Regions from separate parts of the Hordeum vulgare genome. Here region 1 is linked to region 2. A link is a contact called in public Hi-C data. All regions are on one chromosome and are shown on one strand. The core of a region is the stretch at or near the end of the contact, and the rest is flanking DNA. Distances in the headings are between cores, read along the strand shown. Region 1 holds the start of LOC123429115 (chalcone synthase 2). Region 2 holds the start of LOC123424364.

Region 1 (6,678 bases), core at 2,412-4,911, 150 kb after region 2:
ATTGTTACTTTTTACCACACAACGTTCTCTTTTGGAGAGAAATCACTAGTGAATCAATAGATCCCAGTCCGATTCTATGCAGAAGCTGAATAGTGGATGTCATGGGAGCGTTGGAGGCTATGAGACATAAGATCAACTCTGAGTGACGCTGGACATGGGAGATTTTTTGTTTTCCCATAGGCTTGGAACGTGCGAAGAAGGCAGTTATAGCCCAACTCGGCGACATAGTGCAATTTTTTTTCTTCCAAAAGTGTCCTTTTATTTAAATTGACTAGATATAAGTTTCATGTTATTAACGCAAGGAAAAAACAGGGCCGGTTCTGAGTTTTCAGGGGCCCGGGGCGAAACTATAATCCAAGGGCCCCAAAATATAAACATCAAACTAATACAATTTTAACTTTGAAAATCTTTTGTCAACACAGACTTTGGTGCAAGTTTTAAGATTTATACTACAAACAAAATGTTCAATAGGGACCATTGATGTTTTCTATAAAAAAAGGGTATGAACATTACCGTCACTTTGATCCGTAAGCTCATAACACTAGTATTGTTTTTCTTTTACTTTGTTGCGGTCCTAATTAATTATATAACAAAACTAACCACGCCAATGTCCTAAGGTTTAATTATATTGCGTATTTTTGGCTTTCTTTTTGTATTCCGTTTATTGTTTTCTTCAAACTGGAAATAATTTCACTTTGCAAGAAGAAGCACTATCTACTACTCCCTGTGTATCTAAATAATTATAGTTAAAACTAAACTACTAGTTATTTTCAACTACTATTATTTAGATATAGAGGGAGCATTGACCAATTTAATTCGGCCAAGATGCAAAAAAAGTAAAATCTATGAAAGATTTGTTGTACCAAGAATTTTACATGGTAGTACCTTTTTACCTGGATGGGCAGATGTATGGCTCGTCCCCAAATCGAGCCATACATGAATTCTCCCTGTGCTCAAGGACTGAAGACAACACTCAAAACGACTAATGCTTTCACCTGTTCGGCTTGAACATGCACAATCTATGAGCTATGATCTTGCTACACTCGTACGCTGGCAAGGCTTCAAGGTGGTGTACTCTTTCGGCCCGCTGGAGGAAGCCTTGGATTGCCATACCCGCATATCTAGACGTGTGGTCCCTGATGGGCCGATGGTCTCGGGCACGTAGATGTGTACAATAGCTGTCGATTAAGGAAACTCTGGAAGACGGCGATGCGTAGTGGAAGGCATGTAATCAAGCGTCACCATTACAGTGGAGTTCTCGCTGCGCCTTACGATGTTCACCGAGCCTCGTTGGAGATCGTGAAATCAATTGACAACTACCACTATACGAGCCTGGAAAAAAGTATATACATAAATGTATGATTTGTCCTCTGTTGTAACATCTCAGATTTTGAGAGTTTACCTACGAGAATGTAACATCATTAGTTGAATTAACTACATATTATACCAAGCGGTCACCATCAAATAATCACAACTACAACATACTATCAGTGTAGCTGAATCTTAGACTTTTCAGCTCCTATTATGCTCGCTAGTGGACTGCGATAGCCTCTTAAAGTGCGATTGCTCGCAAGCTATATCTTATTGTTTCTTTGCCATCAAATATCTCACTGTTTGAGCCTATTTGTTGATTGTACGTCAAATGTAGAAAAGAAATGCCACCCAGGGTGTTTTCATAGCGGCCATCGTGGTATGACTAGGCCCACACACTTGTAGGTTTCCCAATGAATGCCCAACGCACCAGCCACTGCCTCTGATCATCAAATTAAATGCGAATAACCCGCCCTCCTCTCTGTGAAACAAGGGACGCTTCCACCTGTGTGCGTGCTTTGAACGATTTTTCTTCTTCATATTGACATACCTATATGGAGTCAGTAATTTTCTATGAGGAACAACTAAACTCAATCTCACTTGTTGCTGTTACTCAATAGTTTCTTGTTGAGGTCTATGCCATAGGGGTAGCCAAATTCGATAGTTATTGATTCCTAGGTTTCATAGTAAATCTAATTGGTTACTTTCATTTACGTAAATAAATAGTTCAAACGACCACGATCTCAACAACAAACATGGTATGCTTAGCACATATGATAAACGCAATGGCCTAGGCGGAGCATCAAAACACGCCAACACTTCTAGTACAAACCACATACCGTAGAATACAGTACAAAAAGCAGATTTTTCCACCACGAAGATAAATGGAGGACGAGCGATAATGCGCTCGCCTAGGCAGTGACGGGGACGCTATGGAGGACGACCGTCTCGACGGTGAGGCCGGGACCAAAGCCGAATAGAACTCCCCAGTCCATTCCCTCTCCGGTTGTGGTGTGCCCATCCTCAGCGGACCGTTTGCGCATTTCGTCCATGATGAAGAGAACGCATGCGCTTGACATGTTGCCATATTCGGAGAGGACATGCCTGGTGGCGCGCATCCGTTCCTTGTTGAGGTTTACCTTGGCCTCAACCATGTCAAGGATTGCTGGCCCGCCGGGGTGCGCTATCCAGAAGACGGAGTTCCAATCATCGATACCCAATGGCTTGAAGGCGTCCTCTAGGGCGCGCTCGATGTTCTTGGAGATGAGCCCAGGCACATCCTTGAGGAGGTGGAAGGTGAGGCCGACCTCCCGGAGGTGGCCGTCGATGGCACCCTCTGAGTCTGGCAGAATCGTCTGGCTCGCAGATACCAGCTGGAATAGGGGGCGCTCGACGGACACGTCGGGGTCTGCACCGATGATCACCGCGGCTGCACCATCACCAAAGAGCGCCTGACCCACGAGTGAGTCGAGGTGGGACTCGTGCGGGCCACGGAAGGTCACCGCGGTGATCTCCGAGCAGACCACGAGCACGCGCGCGCCTCGGTTGTTCTCAGCAAGGTCTTTGGCTAGGCGAAGCACCGTCCCGCCGGCGAAGCATCCCTGTTGATACATCATGAGGCGCTTCACGGACGGGCGAAGACCGAGCATCTTGGTCAGCTGGTAGTCGGCCCCCGGCATATCCACACCGGAGGTGGTGCAGAAGACGAGGTGGGTGATCTTAGACCGTGGCTGTCCCCACTCCTTGATCGCCTTTTGCGCCGCCGCCTTCCCGAGCTTCGGGACCTCGACAACCACAATATCCTGGCGCGCGTCCAGAGACGGCGCCATGTAGGCGCACATGTTGGGGTTTTCCTGTAGGATCTCCTCCGTTAGGTGCATGTACCTCTTCCTGATCTGCGATTTGTCACCTGAAATGAAGCATTGTTTGTTAGTTAGGTCGCTTGCCCATCCAAGAAAAGGCAAAAGTGACAGCCAAGAAGAATGGAATGGTATTCATCATTGGACTTACACATCCTCTTGAACTTCTCCTTGAGGTCGGCCATGTGGTCGCTCTTGGTGACCTTGAAGTAGTAGTCCGGGTAGTCGGCCTGATACACGCAGTTCGCCGGGGTCGCCGTGCCGATCGCCAGCACCGTGGCCGGCCCCTCCGCCCGCTGCGCCTTCCTCACCTCCTCCACCGTCATCGTCGCCGCCATTGAACTCTCAGTACGTACCAGCGGCCGACTAGGTTGGCTGCGAGATGGGGGATCCGTGTGACGTCTAAGTTTGCCGGAGGCAGCTGAATGAGTACAGATGGTGGTGTCGTGTGGTGTGGTGGTATGGATGTGGGGGACGGTATATGTAGGCGGGAAGGGTTGGTAGGGGAAGCTGGCCGCCGGGGGAAGGAGAAGGGGGTTAGTTCCGTTGGACGGGAGGATGGATGGCCACGAATGCGGAGGTAGGAGACGGGTGGCGCGTGCGACACGTCTTATACCATACCAACCAATCCGGCCAACTGGGAGTTAGTTGGGTCGCGTGGCTTTGGGCCTCCCCGGTTGCACGGACTCGTGTGCTTCATCTCCCAGCCACTTGCACGGATGGACTCGTACCGTCGTACGTGCTTGAACCTCTAGCTCTGCTATTACCAGGTAGGTAGGTAGGTAGTAGGGTGAAGATGTGGCCGGTAACATCACCACAAAACGACGATTGTTCGATATTTGCTCTACTCACTTTGGATGGGAATCTAAGTTTCGTATGGTGGTTTTAGGTCGTCGAACTAGCAAAGCATGTGATGTATGTCAACAAAACTAATTTTCTAGATTCATTTTTTTGGGGGTATTTTTTTTCTCTCTCGAGTCATTACCAAATGAACTTTCTAAACATATGTTTTTGTGACATATTATACATGTTTCTTTAATTAAATCGACGACCCAAATTCGCGTGCCCCATTTATATTCGTATATCGAAAAAGGCTTTCGCCCCGCCTTATAGATAAAGCAAACTAGCGAAGCACAACATCCGACAACAGTCATAACACCACACACATGCCGCACTGGAGGTAGCACACACAAGGTACAAAGGTTACGCTGTGGGCACAACACATCAACCCCAAACACTAGTAGAAAACAAGCCTTTCGTTTGACTCTTTAGTCCCGGTTTGGTTTTGAACCGGGACTAATATGACCATTAGTCTCGGTTCCAACGGCTAGGAGCCGTCGGTGGGCTCGGACATCGTTAGTTTCGGTTCAATTTAGACCTACTAAGCCTTAATCATTAGTAGGAACAATTTTCGCAGGCCTTTTCCATAAATTGCCACTTTGACAGATTGTACAAGACTTGAAACCATCTAATGCACACTAGGCTACCAATCTAAACTGGCCAAACATAAACAAAATAAATATGCTTCTCGATATCAAACATGAATCCTGAAGAACTATGAACATATAGAGTTAAACTCATCTGATAAACTACAACAGTGTAGATCATCTCACGTACCTATTGTATTGATCAACATATGTACATCTAGGGGAGATAATACAATATTGGTTATTTCCATGAACCGGTAGTCCAGGGGATGGACTACTCACAACTCATATTGGAGCATGTTGATCGAGGTTGATGACGATGGAGATGGATTTCCCCTTCGTGGAGTTTCAGATAAGGGCTGAAAATGAAGACCGTCTCGAAAACGCGATGTGGCAATGGCAAAAAAAAATGTTTGATATTTCTAAGGAGGAAAAGGTGTGTGGGGCTAGGCCCATAGGGTCCTTCACTTCTGCAAACTTCCAAAACCATTTTTAGGGCCTTTTCTTGGTACGTTCTTTAAAAACTAAAAGGCAAGAAAAATAGAAAGTGACACTAGACACTTAGTTAATAGGCTAGTCCAATAAAATCCACTTAAAATCATGCCCAAGTGTTTAAAAGTGTATAGCAATATAGATTGAACATGTAAAAATTGTCGACACATTTGACATGTAAAAGTTATGCACTCTAATCTCTCCAAAGTCAAGGGTCAATTGGTCAACCATGTTAATTGAGTGAGTGGGGTGTCTTGGATCGAGCATGTGAGCGAGGTGGTCGTGGCCTAACCACCACCCCTTGTTGGGCATCCATCAAAAGCTCTTTCTTCGCATACAAATAATAAATGTGAGGTGTCTTGTTGGGCCAGTAGCGCTAGTCAGAGCTCCTATAGCGGCAGCATCAAAAGCTCTTTCTTGGCATACAAATAATATAGTTTTTCTATACATCATAAATATTTTTATACACACACTTGAAAAAAAAACATTATTTACATATTGAAACATATATTTTTTGTGTCTACTCTTTATCCGTGCACATTGTGCATAATTTTTATCAAGGTTGAAAAAAGCGGTAGGCGTAAGCGGTTGGCCTGTGCTTAATGCCTAGGCATGCATAAGAGCCCAAGGCATAGCCTAGGCGATAATATGATTTCTACTATTAGGATGTATTTATGGTTATTATATGCGTATTATCTTAATTCAAAGCATATGTATAAGATAATTACGAGCTAATATGGCTCGTTTGACACGTTAGTGCAACATGGTGTGATTTCTCTCTCGGTAGAAAGTTTCTTGCATGTACTACCTAGGCTTTCACTTATGCCCTAGCGAGGCCATTGCCTAGCGCCTAGGCGTGCCTAAGCGCCTCCTAGGCACTGCCTTTTCCAATAGTGATTTTTATACATCAGTAACATTATTTATAGTCGTTCAACATTTCTAAAGTACATTGCTTTTATATTTTTATATATATTTATTCACACACATTGTAAAATCTCCACATGAATTTGAAATGTTTTTCTATACATGTTTCAATTTCATCAAATGCGTGATTTGTATTTAAATATTCTGTATGTAAAGTGATTTTAACAATACATATATGTAGTATATTCCAGAATATAAAAAAATGTAAAAAATAATAATTATAAAACAAAATAAAAGGTATTAGACAAAAGAGTGCTGAAGGCGTGTGCTTGCTGAGCGGGCCTATTTTGGCAACTGAAAGCAAGAAATAGTCACGCTGGAAAACCATATTTGCCACATGTAGCGCCAAATAAATGGGGCTTCGCGTAGGAGCGCTGATGAATTGTCCGGACCATTTCGTTAGTGTTCCATTTTTACGTTTTACTTTCTTTATTTTCTATTTTATTTTATTTATTTTATTTTGTTTTTTACTTTACACTTTATACGTTATTTATTTTTTATTTCTCCTTATCTTTTTGGTTGTATTTTTTAATACTTTCACAACATTTCATGAAATTATCAGGATTTTAAAAAAATCTGTTTCAAAAACTCCAAAGAATGTTCGTATTTTCATTTTTTTCAGCAGGTTCAAAATATTCCGTGTAAAAATTGCTTCCGAATTTGGA
Region 2 (6,534 bases), core at 3,590-6,089:
ATCACTATGAAACCTATGACACCTTCAGCATGCGAATACATAATTCGCCATAGAAGAATTGATTACTTTACTATGTGATGCATATGAATCATTATTGACAAGCACCGTCAACAAAAGATATGTATACAACAAGGCATACCTTTATAACAGAGTCACTCATCAGAAGCTCCTCTGCAACCAATTCAAACTCTGATATTGGATTTTCAGACAACCCAAAGCAAATGCTACCCCCAGTAAGTAGCCTTATTTGCCCTGTCACCTGAACAAGTAGAAAATAGGAGCAAATAAAAACAGCGAACTTAATAATGGGAATACGGGTGGGAATAGGAAAGGTGTCAAATAATAACAATCAGTAGGTAAAGAGGAAGGAATGCACAAAGAATATAAAGGGCATGGAAACCCATCCAAATAGATTTAGAAAGGAGCTCCACGATAAAAAATTAAACATGCCTGATATGCATAGACTTCATTGCTCGGTCAGGTCTAGAAATAATATATTTGAATATAAATCATTTAGTGGCCTATGTAAACAGAAACGTTGTGATCAACAACTAAATTAAACAATTTAGCCACAACGAAGAAAAAGAAAGATAATGAATGGGAAAAAATCATAGTAGAGTGACAACTGCAGGAATCAATGATTACAAACAGTTTGTGTTGACACTCTATGGCATGCCAGAGATTGACGGTGGTGGGGCAGCAGGGGCCTTGTCTCCTCCCAAGCTCCTATAGCGAGCGCAGCCAAACTTTTTGTCCTCTATAGGAACTCATGGCAGAGCAGTACCATTGCAAAGTGCTGGCTCAGATAAGCAGTTGTCTGGGTCCTGGGCTTTAAATTGATCTGAAGGGGTAGTAAATAGAGTGTTTAAGCTGTGTTGGTGGGCTTTGGGTGTATTCCATATAAGACATAATATGGCACCCGGCAGCCAGGCTAGCCGAGTCAAGCTAACAAGAGTCTGAGGCACTCTACTCCCGAACAGTGCTGCTATTGCGAGGCACGGGTACTGGGCAGGCACCACAGCGAGGAACCCTATCGGCAAGCTGACACCATGGGTGGAAAAGCTCCTATAACAGAAAATCTCTACATTTATTTCTGTCTGGCCCTTCTGATGGTTAAATCCTGGCTCAACCCTGTGTGTGACTGAGGACATAGCCACATAGGAACACCACAAGCAAGTTGCAGTTCAACAGCTTATCGACTTTACAATCACATTAGCTTGTTGAGAACAAGGTCATGAAAATTTGAGAAACTGGATGATAGCCCAGTGGTGGAGTGAGGTGGTGTCTCCTTACCAACTTGGATTTGACCCCTGTGGGAATTAAACCCCATTGATTTATTTATTTTAGTGAATATAAACCAGTGATGTCTCCGTAATGATGTGTAGAGGTGCTACACCCCCCCCCCCCCACCCACCCACCCCCCACCCCACACACACACACACACACACCGGTTGTCAATATTAACATCAAATAAAATTTTGTCAGTGTCAATATTGACAATTAGATTAGTGCAGGTCTTATTATTGAACGTCCTTAAATGGGGGAAATACATTTACAGAAACAATTGGATATTAGTGCGGTGTAGATGCAATACTGAGAAGACACTTTAAGAAAATCGAGATATTAGTGCAGTTATACAGGTACAGTATGTTTGCTCGGGAAAAACTACATAACCTCAGAATCAGTTGTGCAAAGGCATACAAAATATTGATTGATGAATAGGTCATGAACGTGATGTTAGTGGTGGGTCAAAGTATTCAAACCTGTACTCTGGACCACAACAAGGGAACCAGTACTTTTGCATTGCTCTCCACAAGCACATTGGACCAGAGTTTAGTCACTGAGAACCCCAGCAATGGAGTTTCCGTATGCGTGGTGAGGTTTCCATTGCTGACCTTTAGAGTCTCCAATGATTTATCATATATTGTGCCTGCTGCACCAGCATTCTGGGGGCACCCAAAACTCTGTCCGCCTGATGAATGTGGAAAAAAAATACCATCAGAATACAACGGAAGGGGGAGAGATTGCATTACTGAAAAGCTATGGAGCAAAAAGGTGCATGTCCATACCAAAAACACATGCATCAATATTCAACGCTCAGGATGAATATTAAGAGCCATAACAGTGACAATCTAAACTGAGGCTCACAATTTCCACAGGAAGACCTAAACGCGGTGAATTTTGACAAGGTAGGGCAAACTAGATTTGATTATCATTATTTTTTGAATGTCTAGTTAAAATTGTAAGAAAAATAAGGGCAGGCAAATTTAGTTGATTCAAAATTAATCATTTGTTCCCTAAACAATATTAGTAATCAGTAACAAATATACATTGCACTTTTAAGTGAAATAGTTTGGACGACTGTGCTCCCCTATGGGGAAACGCCAGAGGCAGGAGGGTTACAAAACAGCTACATAGAAACTAAGGCCAGAAAATACTCACCATGAGCTATAATTTCCAAATCTTGTTGAATGCTGTAAAATTTTAGGGATATCCTCCCACCACCTCCTCCGCCCCATCCATTACCACCACCAGCACTTATTGTACCATTTCCATATCTAGAATGTTAAACAATAAGGGAGTGTTGCATTTCATAGGTCAACGCAGAAAGCATAAAGTGCAAGGATGAGGTTTGCTACTTTGCTTCAGTAATAATCCTATGGGAAAATGTTTATGGATCTTGCAGCAATTAATAAAGTAAATGTGTGCATAGGATAATATAGAAATAACTAATCAGGTGTGCCAGGATAATCAAATACCAAGTCTACCAAATCAATTTGAAAGCCAAAGCAAGCTTATCTGCATTGCGCAACATCACTGCCATCTTTAGTAAGCAGAAGTACATGCTCACATGGATGCAGGTGAAAGGAGGTAGGTAAGGCAAGGAGCATTAAGGAAGGCAGAGGCAGCAACCATGGAGGAAGGAGGTAAGACTGGATGCATGCTCATAGGAGCAGATGCGTACAGAGTTGGTCATCATCAGAAGTGGGTTACAAAGAATAATGGGCTTCATATCAAAATTTGGACCAACAATGATCTAGTTCAGGTTTCAATGGGATTTTGGTTTTGTAAACATTTGAACCTAATGGTGGGCAGCTCAGATATTGTGGGTCATAACAGAGCTATGTATTGAATGTACCATTGGAGTCGCACTAGAGCATCATATCCAACACCGCTTACCATATCATGACTAATGCTGTTTCTCAATATTTCAAACTTTAATAAATGGTCATTGTTAAAGATCGTCTGCTTGGACAAGATAATGTGTGTACAGGGTAGCAGAAGAAAGGCAGCACATCAGACAGCAAGGCACTACTGATTTGGAACTCAAGCCAGCAACTGCACTCAAATTCTAGCATCGCGGTACAACCAGACTAAGTCATAGATACTCTTGATTCTTGTGTGCAATTCCTTGTTTTGCTTGAGAACGTAATTTCAACATGATCCTGAATAATGCAGATTCACCCAGTGTGTAACGAAGTGCAATGACATGGTAATTCCTAGAACACTAAAAATTGCTTAACTAGAAAAAACATCATAATGTTCACATGATGAAGACATGTAGCCAAATTGTGCATTTGTTTACCTACAGAATCATCTGAACTAGCTAATTCCCGTGGAATAATGTGAAATGATCAAATAGGGCTCGGATCCTTCTATCCTAAGGATTTCACATTGGTAACGTAAATCGTACTGAGAATAAGTAAAATGTCAAGAAATGCAGATCTTACAGCTTGAAAGCCATGATCATAATGCTTCCGCCGGACCCGCCGCCGCCTCTGAGACTGCCCACGCCTCCTTCAGCAAGCACAACTCCATCAACAGTCAAAATCTCACTCGCCCTGAGCAGGACACGGCCTCCGCCGTCCCCGCCAAGCTTCTCATTAGCAGACAAGCTCCCGCCCTTGCTACCATAGCTCCACGGATTGTCCAAGAACGCCCACGCATACACGTCACCGCCCCAGTTGGTGTCGTTGGAGACCTTACACGACGCGCCGCGCCCGCCGTGCCCGCCGCCGGCCCCCTCGAGGCTGTGCGGCGTGCCGGACGTCTGGGGCGGGGGCGCGCCGGCGAGGCCCGTGGTGTTGACGGCGGAGCCACGGCCCAGCGAGACGTTGGCGGCGTGCAGGCCGACGGAGCCGGCGACCAGCTGGGCGCGCTCGCCGACGGCGATGCTCCCCGAGACGTTGAACACGAGGTAGCAGCCGGGGACAGGGCAGGCGATCCTCACCCCGGCGCGTACCTCCACGCTGCCCGCGCCGTGCACGCAGACGTCGCCGGAGAGGGAGGCGCTGGCGGCGATGACGCAGACCGTGTCGAAGGACCCCGCGCCGCCCATCTCCTTGCAGGTCCGCGTGCTCGCCGCGCGGTCCCGGCACTGCAGCTCCCCCTGCGCCGCCTCCGGGTCCTCCGCGTACCCGCCGCCGACGACGACCCCGTACGGGAGCCGCGCGAGGCGGTCCTCCTCGGGCCGCACCGCCAGCGCCGACGCGGAGAAGCGGCCGCCAATCAGTCCTGCCGCCGCGACGAGCAGCGCGGCCCAGCGGGCGAGGCGCCTCGCCGTCGTCGCCGAGCGCTCCGGACCCCGAATCATGGCTCAGCAGCGCATACTGTACCGGAGCGGGCCGGGCGGGCAGGCAGCGCGTCCGATGCGCGGCGGGTGGCGGCGGCGGCGGCTGCGGAAGACGGATCTCGGGCGGGATCTGCAAACCCTAGCGGCGCCCGCGCGCGCGGGGGGACGGGGAGGGGGGCGGCGACGAAGGAGAGCGTGCTGCTCGGCGGGGGAAGCGCGTGCGCGAGGAGAGAGAAAGTAGAGAGAGAGGGAGTGGAGCTTAGAGAGAGAGAGGGAGAGGGGGGGTGGGCGAAGGTGGCCAGCTGGACTGTTTTGTCGGGTCATCGGCGTCATCAGTCCACCTCCACACACACACACTGACGGTTATTAACACCGCGCCGTCGTTTTCACTTCTTCCCCCTCTCTTCCTTCCACTCCTTTCATGTAGTAATTCTCAAACACACGACCCCCATGGGTTTGTATGAGGTCCTATGAAATTTCATAAATATCAACCGAATTATGTTCCATTTTCATGCCCCTAGGTTTCTCTCTGCCGCGTCGTCGACGGCGGGTCTTCTCGGCCCCTTCCCTCTCCTCCCTGCGTCCGCGTCATGCTTTCCTTGCCCCTCTTCCGTGGGATTTTGACCGCCGCCAGATCCGCTACTGGTCGTGGATGGGGAGTCACGGGTTGGCCATGGTCGTGGCAACATTGGTGGTGGGGAGGGGTCCGGATGGCCAGGGAGACGAACCTCCCTTGTTGGCGATCGTGTTGGGTTTGGGACGAACTTCGCTCGTTTTGAGTCTCTCACTAGGGCACTTTTTTGCGTATAGATATCAGCTAAAAGTATAAAAAAACGATGGGTACCATGAAACGATGTGAAAATATTAGCTAAACCCTATTTTCACTATATAATGAAAGAGCATGTATCTTTTCATAGAGATGATACCGTGCTTTTGTGCAGTGGTTAGCATGTGCGTAGATAGCGTTGTAAGTTCGAGCCGGCCAATTGTCCTTTATGTATCTCATTTCTCTCACTTCGTCATATTTCTCTTACACCACCACGTGGAACCCACATGTCAAGGATAGATTTATTCATCTAGCATGCTGTCAAGCGGGGCCCATAAATGTTGGCTAGGGGATTCCATGCAATTAAATACTTCCTTCATTCCATAATATAAAAGCGTTTTTTTACAATGATGTAAAAAACACTCATATATTATGGGACAGAGGGACTATAGTGTAGGGGTGTTTCCTCAAAAATAAACTCGTGCACGTCACTTCGGTCACTGAGAGTGGGCCATAGTCACGTTGACACGCCACGTAAATGCAGGATACTGATTAAGTGATCGTAATTGCACGAGAATGCAAGTTGGGTGACCACATATCTGTATTTTCAAAGTTTTAGCATCAAATTGGACATCGAGAGCAAGTTTTATGACTCCCGATGATATTACCTCAATTCTCAAAACACAATCCATGGTTTCTCTGAGATCCTACGAAATTTCATATATATTGGTCGATTTATGTTCCACTCCCATCCCCATAGGTTTCTCTCCCGTCGGCGACCGCCATCCCCATCCTCGCCGCCGTCGACGGCGGGTCTTTCTAGTCCCTTTTCCCTCCTCTCTCCGTCTCCCTCATGCTTTCCTTGTCCCTCTGCCGTGAGATTTTGACCGACACCAGATCCACTAGTGGTCATTGTTGGGGGGCCATGATAGCCATGGTGGTGGCAACATTGGTGGTGGGGAGGGGTATGTACGGCCAGTGAGGCGAACCTCCCTCGTTGGCGACCGCATTGGGTCCAGGGGGTGAGGGATCCCCTTCTAACTGCTGCAAAAAATGCAGGATTTTGTTGTCGTTCTCCACCGACGATGTTCGGGAGGGACGGAATGCAGAAAATGAAGGAGTTTGTGGCCGCAGTAGCATAGACGTGAGGAGGAGTGTTGGAATGTAATGTTCGGCACTCTCTCATAGCTCAGAC

What was found. A called contact is a pair of places that touch in the nucleus more often than the background predicts.
Region 1: a Hi-C map of seedling shows a contact between it and region 2, with 5 times the contacts expected there. The contact joins the promoter of LOC123429115 here to the promoter of LOC123424364 in region 2. A contact is called at or near these places in 3 of 6 Hi-C or Micro-C datasets (leaf and seedling).

What each region holds. Positions count from the first base shown.
Region 1 is chr2H:9,208,909-9,215,586 of MorexV3_pseudomolecules_assembly, forward strand. It overlaps LOC123429115 (chalcone synthase 2), which reads right to left and starts at 3,662. Exons shown (of 2, transcript XM_045113180.1): 1 at 3,322-3,662; 2 at 1,991-3,220. The coding sequence starts at 3,508. The coding sequence ends at 2,223.
Region 2 is chr2H:9,052,929-9,059,462 of MorexV3_pseudomolecules_assembly, forward strand. It overlaps LOC123424364, which reads right to left and starts at 4,840. Exons shown (of 22, transcript XM_045107968.1): 1 at 3,732-4,840; 2 at 2,443-2,558; 3 at 1,764-1,972; 4 at 140-259. The coding sequence starts at 4,594.